3 separate regions of the Sus scrofa genome follow, and all the other regions are linked to region 3. A link is a contact called in public HiChIP or PLAC-seq data. All regions are on one chromosome and are shown on one strand. The core of a region is the stretch at or near the end of the contact, and the rest is flanking DNA. Distances in the headings are between cores, read along the strand shown.

Region 1 (2,973 bases), core at 201-2,700, 290 kb after region 3:
ACTCCCATGATATTCTTTACTTTTAATGAAGTAATTCGGGTGTGGAAAGGACTATCTTGTTATTTGTTGTATGTAATTTAAGGTGTACTGGAAGTGATAGGATGGTCTGCAATGTTTCTAATTTTGTACAAGTTCATTTTTTCTATTCTCAAATTAAGACAAAACACTCTCCCTTTCCTCTTCCTGCAACTTATTCAGTGACCAAGAGTTCATTGATCCCCTGATATACTAGGATCCAGAACTTCACCACTTTACCTTGAGAAAAAGAATATATATATATATATATATATGGGTCACTTTGCTGTACAGCAGAAATTGACAGAACATTGTAAATCAAGTATAATAAAAAAATTTAAAAAAGAAAACTTTCACCAAGCACTGTGAAAAATAGAAAAGAAACACATGACCCTATCCCATCTTTAAAATTCGTCAATCCACCAAGTATATTAAGACAGCCATGGGGTGCAACAGGAGCCATGACTGTGGGCTTGAGAGGAATACCGGGCAGCTCTCACTTTTAGGGAATAATGGATGCAAGGGATGAGGAAGTAACTTCAGCAGCTAATTGTCTTCAGCATCCAGGAAATAATAGTAAAAACCTCCTCGAAATGAAATGGATTTATGAAGAAAGGAGTTACTGAGTAAACAAAATGTCAAAATCAAGGCGCCTCTAATATTCATAGTCATCTGTCGCAGATTATGAATCCCAGTTTAACATAAAGGTGGCTAATGTCACACACAGGTAAGAGATTTATTGATTTGGAAGCGCTCGTTTGAGCCTCTATTCCCATGGTGCCCCCAGCCAACTCCTTTCTGTAGAAATACTACGGCCAGACGGCCAATTTTCCAGCAGATTTCGTAGCGCCCCCTCGGGGCAGAGAGGCACCCAGGCGATTGCCGCAGTCACTGTGTTTAGACAGTCACTGCACCAACCCTCCTCCTAAGCTTCCCTCAGAAGCCCTTCCCCTAAACTGTGCGTAGGCTTCCATATTTCCCATCTCGGCCATAGCAAAGGTTCTCCTTTCCTCCCACTTCAGGACACTGGGGACCAGTCCTTCAGAGCAACCAGTTCCCACCCCCTCCTCTACATGGGGATCACGAGCAGGGGCTGGTCGCCGTCCTCCCAAACCCCTCAGGGCCCGGCAACCTCACCCGCCGCAGGCACCCTCGGTCCTGGCCACTGCGGAAGGCTCTGCGGAAGCACTGCACTCCGTCCAGTCAGACACTGGACCCTGGCCAGGCATCTCCTCCCAGGTGCCCGGCCCGCGAGCTGCGTGCAGGAGAAGCTTTCCCCTTTCCCCTCCCCTGTCGGCACGCGTGCGTCAGACCCGGCAATATTGGGGATGAAGAGGCGGACGCCAGATTCTAGCCCCCTCCGATGCAATCCGGACAGTGCCCGAATAGCTTCGGGAGAGCGGGGAGGGCAGATCCACGATCCTAGAGTTAAGTTGGGGGAGGGGCGGGTATTCTTCAGTTGACTGCGCGTTTGTACGTTTGCATCTTTCTGTGGAAGGGATGCGTCACGGAAAGGAAATGTACCTTCCCTCTAAAATGAAAGTTGCCCTCCAACCTTAGTATTCCAGACCCTCTGCAAATTTGCAGATCTTCAGGGTCACCATATAGGTCAAACATAAATACGCAAACCCAGGACCAAAGCACCCGGCTTAGGGATGCAGAGGGTTATCAGTTGTCCGTTATCACCAAGGTAACCAGACTTCGCCAGTTTCTAAACCGGAGGTCCGCCAAATACTTCTGCGCATGCGCAAAACCTCCCCGGGCATTTCGCAGAACGCGTTTCACGCGGGATTTGGCCTTCGGGACGCTCCGTAATCAGAGGTGTGGCAAAACAGAAGGCGCAAGAAGAATTCGAATTGCGATTGGTTTGTACGTCTTGTGCCCGGAACTCAGGGGGCGTCGCGCGAAGGCTGAAGGGAGTGTGGTGTTCAGACTTTGTGTGAGTGGCGGCGCCAGGAATCGGGGAAGCCAGCATGCCTCGCTATGCGCAGCTGGTCATGGGCCCCGCTGGCAGCGGAAAGGTGAGGATTTGGCGGGAGAAAAGTCGAGGTTCGTGGAAGGAAGGAAGGAAGGTTGGGTCCAGAGGGAGGAACTGATGGCTGTGTGTGTTGGGGGCCCTGAGACCCTGGGCATCTCGCTTATGTAGCCTGGGCTTCGGTTTCCTTTTTGTTGTTGTTTTGAAAGGGGGTTAATGATATTTGCTAATCTTTATTGCATACTTAAGCCCCAGGTCCTGTGCTAAAAAACATTTCCACAACCGTGTAAGATAAGTGTATTATTCCCGTTTTGCAGGCAAGGAAAATGAGATACAGAAAGGTTAAGTTTTTGCCCAAGATCGCACAGCTAGTAAGTGACGGCGGGAATTTGAATCTATTTTGACTAACCGCAGAATCTGTACCTGTCGTTAACCCAGAAAGCTTAGGCGGGGTCTCGCTAATTACTGTTTCTCAGAGCTTGAGATGTGGACTTCTGGTATTTGAGGCAACTTTAGGAGAAACATGGGCCTGGCATTAATGAACATTGATTGAATCATACATTGAGAAATTTGATTTTCGGTTGTTTGTTAGTTTGCTTTGAGGTGAAATCATCAGTTTGTTGCTAGTACATCTTCAACACTTTTTTCTTTTCCTTTTTTTTTTTTTTTTTTTTTTTTTTTTGTCTTTTTAGGGCCACACCCACGGCATGTGGAGGTTCCCGGGCAAGGGGTCGAATCAGAGCCACAGCCACAGCTACAGCAACACAGAATGTGAGCCGCATCTGCGACCTACATCACAGCACACGGCAACACCAAATTCTTAACCCACTGAGTAAGGTCAGGGATCAAACCTGCACAACGGAACTCCTTGAAAGAGTTTTAAAGTTGTATTTAATTCTGTCATTACCTTCACGTTATGATAAGTGTAACTGATTTTCTGGTTAAAGATAGTTTTTTCTTGTAAATGACTGTTAAGGGAATCC
Region 2 (2,818 bases), core at 245-2,744, 320 kb after region 3:
GAGGTTCCCAGGCTAGGGGTCCAATCGCATCTGCAACCTACACCACAGCTCACGGCAACACCAGATCGTTAACCCACTGAGCAAGGGCAGGGACCGAACCCGCAACCTCATGATTCGTTAACCACTGAGCCACGACGGGAACTCCGATAAAGCCAGATTTTAAGCCAGAACTCTAAATCCGTGTGCACATAGAGCACCCTGAACTTCCTCTGTGATCACTTATGTAATGGTCTTCTCCATTTGCCTGGAAGTTCTTCAAAGACAGAGCCCTTTCTGATCTTGCATGCCATTATATCAGCATGAAGGTGCTTAGTAATCGTTTGGTGAATGAATGAGTAAATGTCTCAAAAAACTAGACATCTGGGAGTTCCCTACTGGCTCAGCAGGTTGAGGATCCAGCGTTGTCACTGCTGTCCTCAGCCCAGACATCTTGTAAAAAGCAGAACTAGGAATCTGTAAGTACTCTACCAGTTTCTATTGTGATGTCACTGAACATGGAGTTGAAAGAGATGCCTCATACCATAGTGTTTCCACCATAACGATTCAGAAGATGTAAATAACCTCATGACAACAATAAAATAATTTTTTAAAATAGGAACTAATGGAAGTTCCCATTGTGGTTCAGCAGTAACAAACCTGACTAGTATTCATGAGGATGCAGGTTCTATCCTTGGCCTTGTTCAGTGGGTTAAGGATCTAGCATTGTCATGAGCTGCAGTGTAGGTCACAGACATGACTCGGATCCCACGTTGCTGTGTCTGTGGTATAGGCCGGTGACTACAGCTCCAATTCGACCCCTAGCCTGGGAACTTCCATTGGCTGTGGATGCAGCCCTAAAAAGTAAAATAAAATAGGAAGCAATGAATTGTGAGACTCATCACCCTTGTTTTTAATGTGATGTATTTAATTGCAAATCTATATAATTAAATTTAGCAATGGCTGTTTTCTTTTTTCTTTTTTTTTTTTTTTTTTTGGTCTTTTTGCCATTTCTTGGGCCGCTCCTGTGGCATATGGAGGTTCCCGGGCTAGAGGTCGAATCGGAGCTGTAGCTGCCAGCCTACGCCAGAGCCACAGCAACGCAGGATCCGAGCCGTGTCTGTGACCTACACCACAGCTCACGGCAACGCGGGAACCTTGACCCACTGAGCAAGGGCAGGGATCGAACCCTCAACCTCATGGTTCCTAGTCGGATTCGTTAACCACTGCGCCATGACGGGAACTCCTGCAATGGCTGTTTTCAACAACCAGATTGCCTCACATTTTCTCAAAATTCCTCAAAATTTAAAAAATTTTTTTATTTTTATTGAAGTATGGTTAATTTACAAATTTGTGATAATTTCAAAATTCCTCAAAATTTAATAGTCAGTTTTCATGAGCCAGTTAATCTGGGGTGGATTACTCTTTTTTTTACCCCTTGGGGAAGTGTACTTGACAGCCCCACTAACATTTGCTCTCTTTCTCCTTTTGTATTCTCACCTGGCTTGTCACTATAGGCTTATCACTCTTCCCTCATGGACCCCGACACCAAACTCATTGGAAACATGGCATTGCTGCCTATCAGGAGTCAGTTCAAAGGACCTGCCCCTAGAGAAAGTAAGTCAAAACCCTTTACCATTATTTTCAGATTTTGGTATGAAATACCTACTAACCCTATGACGTTATCAAATCAGGGAAATTATGTCTAAGGTTTCTCTTGTATTTTCTATTTGCTTGTGGATATTGTGCTCTAGACCTTTTAAGATCATGGGTATATGGGAATTCCCTTCTGGATCAGTGGTAATGAACCCAACTAGGATCCATGAGGATGCAGGTTCAATCCCTGGCCAGCATCTGCAGCTCTGATTAGACCCCCTAGGGCCACAGGTGTGCGCCTAAAAATAAATAAATAAATAAATAAATAAATAAATAAATAAATACATTAAAAGTTCATGGGTATATGTTGTATTCAGTAAGAAACTGTAATATTGTTGCCAATTTCTGCAGAATATTTTGTTGAGAGTAAAGAGAAAATGTACTTAATTCCCACCACTCTTTTTTTTGTTGTTTTTTGTTTTTTTGTGGGTTTTTTTTTTTTTTTTTTTTTTTTTTTTCTTTTTAGGGCGCATATCTGTGGCACATGGTGGTTCCCAGGCAGGGGTTGAATTGGAGCTGTAGCTGCTGGCCTACGCTACAGCCACAGCAATGCCAGATCCAAGCCGTGTCTGCGACCTACACCACAGTTCATGACAACGCCAGACCCTTAACCTGAGCGAGGCCAGGGATTGAACCTGCATCCTCATGGATGCCAGTGAGATTTCTTTCCACTGAGCCATGACGGGAACTCCTCACTACTCTTTCTATCATCCCTATCAATTCTTATGAACTAGTCTAATGCTGCTACTTCTGTTAAACGCCATTTTCTCATTCTTTCTTTGTCATCAAGCTGGAAAAACACAAAACATATTTTAATCTCTTCCTTATCTACATCTGCTTCCTTCAGCTATTCTTCATTTCTTCTCTTTTTCTGAATTTGATATCTTTGCTTTCTTTCTTGGTACTCTTTTTTTTGGGGGGGGAACCATTTTTTACTGTTCAGAGAGCTCCATTCTTTTCAGATACTGAAACTCTTCTGACACATTCTGAGGTGTTCTGCCAACAATGTAATTTGTGTTATATTAGACACGGTTTCCCTGCTCCCAGAAAAGGTCTGTGCTGAGTTCCATTCATGGTTTCTAAGAGTGTGGTCTGGGTTACCGACCTTGTCCTGACCCATTTCAATTCCTCTGCCAGACTATTTGACTTGACTTCTTAATTTAATTTTGTTTTCAACACCAGTTGA
Region 3 (2,798 bases), core at 232-2,731:
ATCACCTTCTGCTAGTTCCCTTTCTCCTGCCCACAGCTGTGCTTCAAGCCCTTCACCAACGCTCATCAGCTACCCCCTTGTCCCCTGTGGGACCCAAACTGATTGACAGATGTCCCTGCAGATCGACACACCAGTAGCCCCCAAGTCTGTTTCCTCAGCCCCTTTACCTCTTTGCCCCAAGCCCAAGGACTCATCTGCTTCCCTTTCCTTGAAAATTCTACTGCCACCCTCTTTTTTTTTAGGGCTGTCCTTCTCACTCAGTTTCAGAATGGGGTTCAACCTCCCAGCAACCCTCCTGCTCTGAGTTACTTTCACTGCACACCAGGCACGGTGCTCGGGGTCTTCACAGGCATGAAAATGAGTTCACTCGCTACCCTACCCCTGCAGAAAAATCCACATGGGTAAGTTACACAGCTTAAGCCCTCTCCCAAAGTCCCAACCGTCATGAATGTTGAACTGTTTTCCAAATTGGCAAATAATTGGTCGTGGGTAGGAGGTCCTGGTAGTTACAAGCCTGGACTATGCAGTCAAACCAAAGTTCAAATACCAGGTCTGCCATGTGCCAGCTGTGTGACTTAGGCGAGGAACAACCTCTCTGGGCTTCTGCTTCTTCAGGGAATCATTCGTGTTGGCGCACCAAGGGGCGCCACTTTCACCTGCTGCGGAGTGAGCGTCACCCCCCCGGAGTCCAGAGAAGGGCAGCGCTGATAACACCACCAGCAAGTACTATTGTTGTCAGTGTTCACTATGGCAAAGTAAGCAATCAACCCATTAACCCTCCCCCATTTTACAGAACAGGACACTGAGGTTCAGAGAGGTTAATCTATAGGTCCCAAGTTGCACATTAAATAAATGACGGGTCAGGGCTTGCATTCAGGTTTCTTTTCATCCAGAGCCTATGCACTCTTTAGTCGACTGTACTGTCCCGTCTTCCCAGAGACCTCCAGTTTGGAGAGCTGCACCACACACGGCTTCGCAGCCACAGTCCACCCCTTTCCCCTCAGAGAAAATCTCCCATCTCCAAAGTTTTCCCTGAAATGCAAATTTTGTCTCTTCTTCCCCTCCCCTTGCAGCGTTCCATGCAGACCCTCACTTTATTCTTAGCAGTCTCCGTCTGGCCACCTCAAAGACCATTCTAAACTCTACCTTTGGTGTTTCGAGTTCCAAACGCACAGCAAATAGTTCCTCACTTGGAATCCCTCAGCAGGCATTACTAATCAATCCTGGCATCCTTTCTCCGCAGAGCCGGGATGCAGCGGTCAGGCAGGCAGCCATTACCAACTGATTCAAGATATCTATCAGGTAAAAATCGCATTTGCTATTCCTTCTGAAGATTGTAATCTCCTTGAAAGCAGTAGAGTCTTAATCAGCTCTGCCCGCTTCCTGCCCACAAACAGTAATACGTTTTCAGATATCAAGAACTAAGGAAAGTTTTGTGGGTGGAAAAATGTGGCTTTCCTTCTTACTAGCATGTGACTTTGGACAAGTACCTCCATCTTGCTAACGTCAAACGGAAACGGAAGCTCAGAAAAATGAAGGAACTTGCTCAAGGCCACACAGCTGGTAAAAAAGGGAACAAAATTATGTCAGAGCCAAGACTTTTGCTATATGCTGTTGGAGGTGTAGATCCACGTGAAATTCTTAGCACACTGCTTGGTACATTATACAAACTCAGTAACACAAGACAATATAAAAATCCTTTGTATAAAAAGGGCTTGGCTCTGTTCCTTGGCCCCAGCCTTGCATAAAACGGTTCCCAGGGTCTTTGTGGCCAGAATCCTTTCTTAGTAGGAGAACACAGAAGATCCCAGAAAACCCAGGTTATTGGCTCACAGACTTGTGAGAATGTGTCCTCTAGAATACTGGGGCAGAGTTATCAAGCACTTTTTGGAACTCTGGGCTGGGTTGAGGAGCTGTGAGATGGAACTCTTGAGACCCCAGTTTATCCAGCAAAGAAGTTTGGAATGCTGATCCCAGAAAGTCCCTCTCACATTCAAAGCTGTCTTCTCCTGCTTCCTCCCCATGGCCCAAAGCAAGCTGGTGGGTGGCAAGGATTTTCCCAGTGTATTGTGCAACCCTGGGCTGCCCCACAGCAGCAGGGAAGGTGAAGGCAGCTGTGGCTGGGCCTGGCTCTGAAACTTCCTGCGGGACCTGGCTGGCCAAAATAGGCACAACCACTGATGAGGTCTTTCTTTCTCTCTTCCTTCCTTCCTTTCTCTTTCTTTTTTCTTTTTCTTTCTTTACTTTCTTTCTCTTTCTTTCTTTCTTTACTTCTTTCTTTTCTCTTTCTTCCTAATCATCTCATAACCTACCAATTGAAAACATAGATCCTGGAGCCATAGGTTCAAATCCTGGCTCCACCTGTTACCAGCTCTGTGACCTTGGGCAATTTGCTCAAACTCTCTGTCCCTCAGTTTCCTCATCTATGAAATGGGGATAATAATAATACCAACTTTCATGGTACAGCCTCACAGTCCTTGGCCTCACAGCCTAGGAGGGGAGACCAGCACTCATAATCATATGGTTAATTTATAATTAATAATTTAATTAATTAGTTAATTATTCTTACCAAAGGGCAGGGGAGTCAGGGAATGCTTCCCTTGCAATTGTGGCATGTCTATTCATTTATTATCTCTTCCATTAGCTTGTAAACTCCAGGAAAGCTGGAGTCATGTACATTTTATTTACTAATGTTTACCTGGCATTGGGAAGTGCTCAGCAACTATCTTTGGGTCATGGATAAATGAATAAAGTGATGTTTCATTGGAGTTGGGAAGGATGAGTAAGAGTAAACCAAG

What was found. HiChIP or PLAC-seq counts read pairs in DNA pulled down with a chosen protein or histone mark.
Region 1: an H3K27ac HiChIP or PLAC-seq map of alveolar macrophages shows a contact between it and region 3. The contact joins the promoter of FAM216A here to the promoter of CCDC63 in region 3.
Region 2: an H3K27ac HiChIP or PLAC-seq map of alveolar macrophages shows a contact between it and region 3. The contact joins the promoter of ARPC3 here to the promoter of CCDC63 in region 3. A contact is called at or near these places in 2 of 2 datasets of contacts at active chromatin or transcription factors (alveolar macrophages and skeletal muscle).

Annotation. Positions count from the first base shown.
Region 1 is chr14:31,848,512-31,851,484 of Sscrofa11.1, reverse strand. It overlaps FAM216A (family with sequence similarity 216 member A), which reads right to left and starts at 1,450. Exons shown (of 7, transcript NM_001244441.1): 1 at 1,153-1,450. The coding sequence starts at 1,244. It overlaps GPN3 (GPN-loop GTPase 3), which reads left to right and starts at 1,926. Exons shown (of 8, transcript NM_001243708.1): 1 at 1,926-2,036. The coding sequence starts at 1,989.
Region 2 is chr14:31,822,128-31,824,945 of Sscrofa11.1, reverse strand. ARPC3 (actin related protein 2/3 complex subunit 3) reads left to right here and starts at 1,494. Exons shown (of 6, transcript NM_001185135.1): 1 at 1,494-1,593. The coding sequence starts at 1,494.
Region 3 is chr14:32,139,006-32,141,803 of Sscrofa11.1, reverse strand. CCDC63 (coiled-coil domain-containing protein 63) reads right to left here and starts at 1,481. Exons shown (of 13, transcript XM_021072528.1): 1 at 1,147-1,481.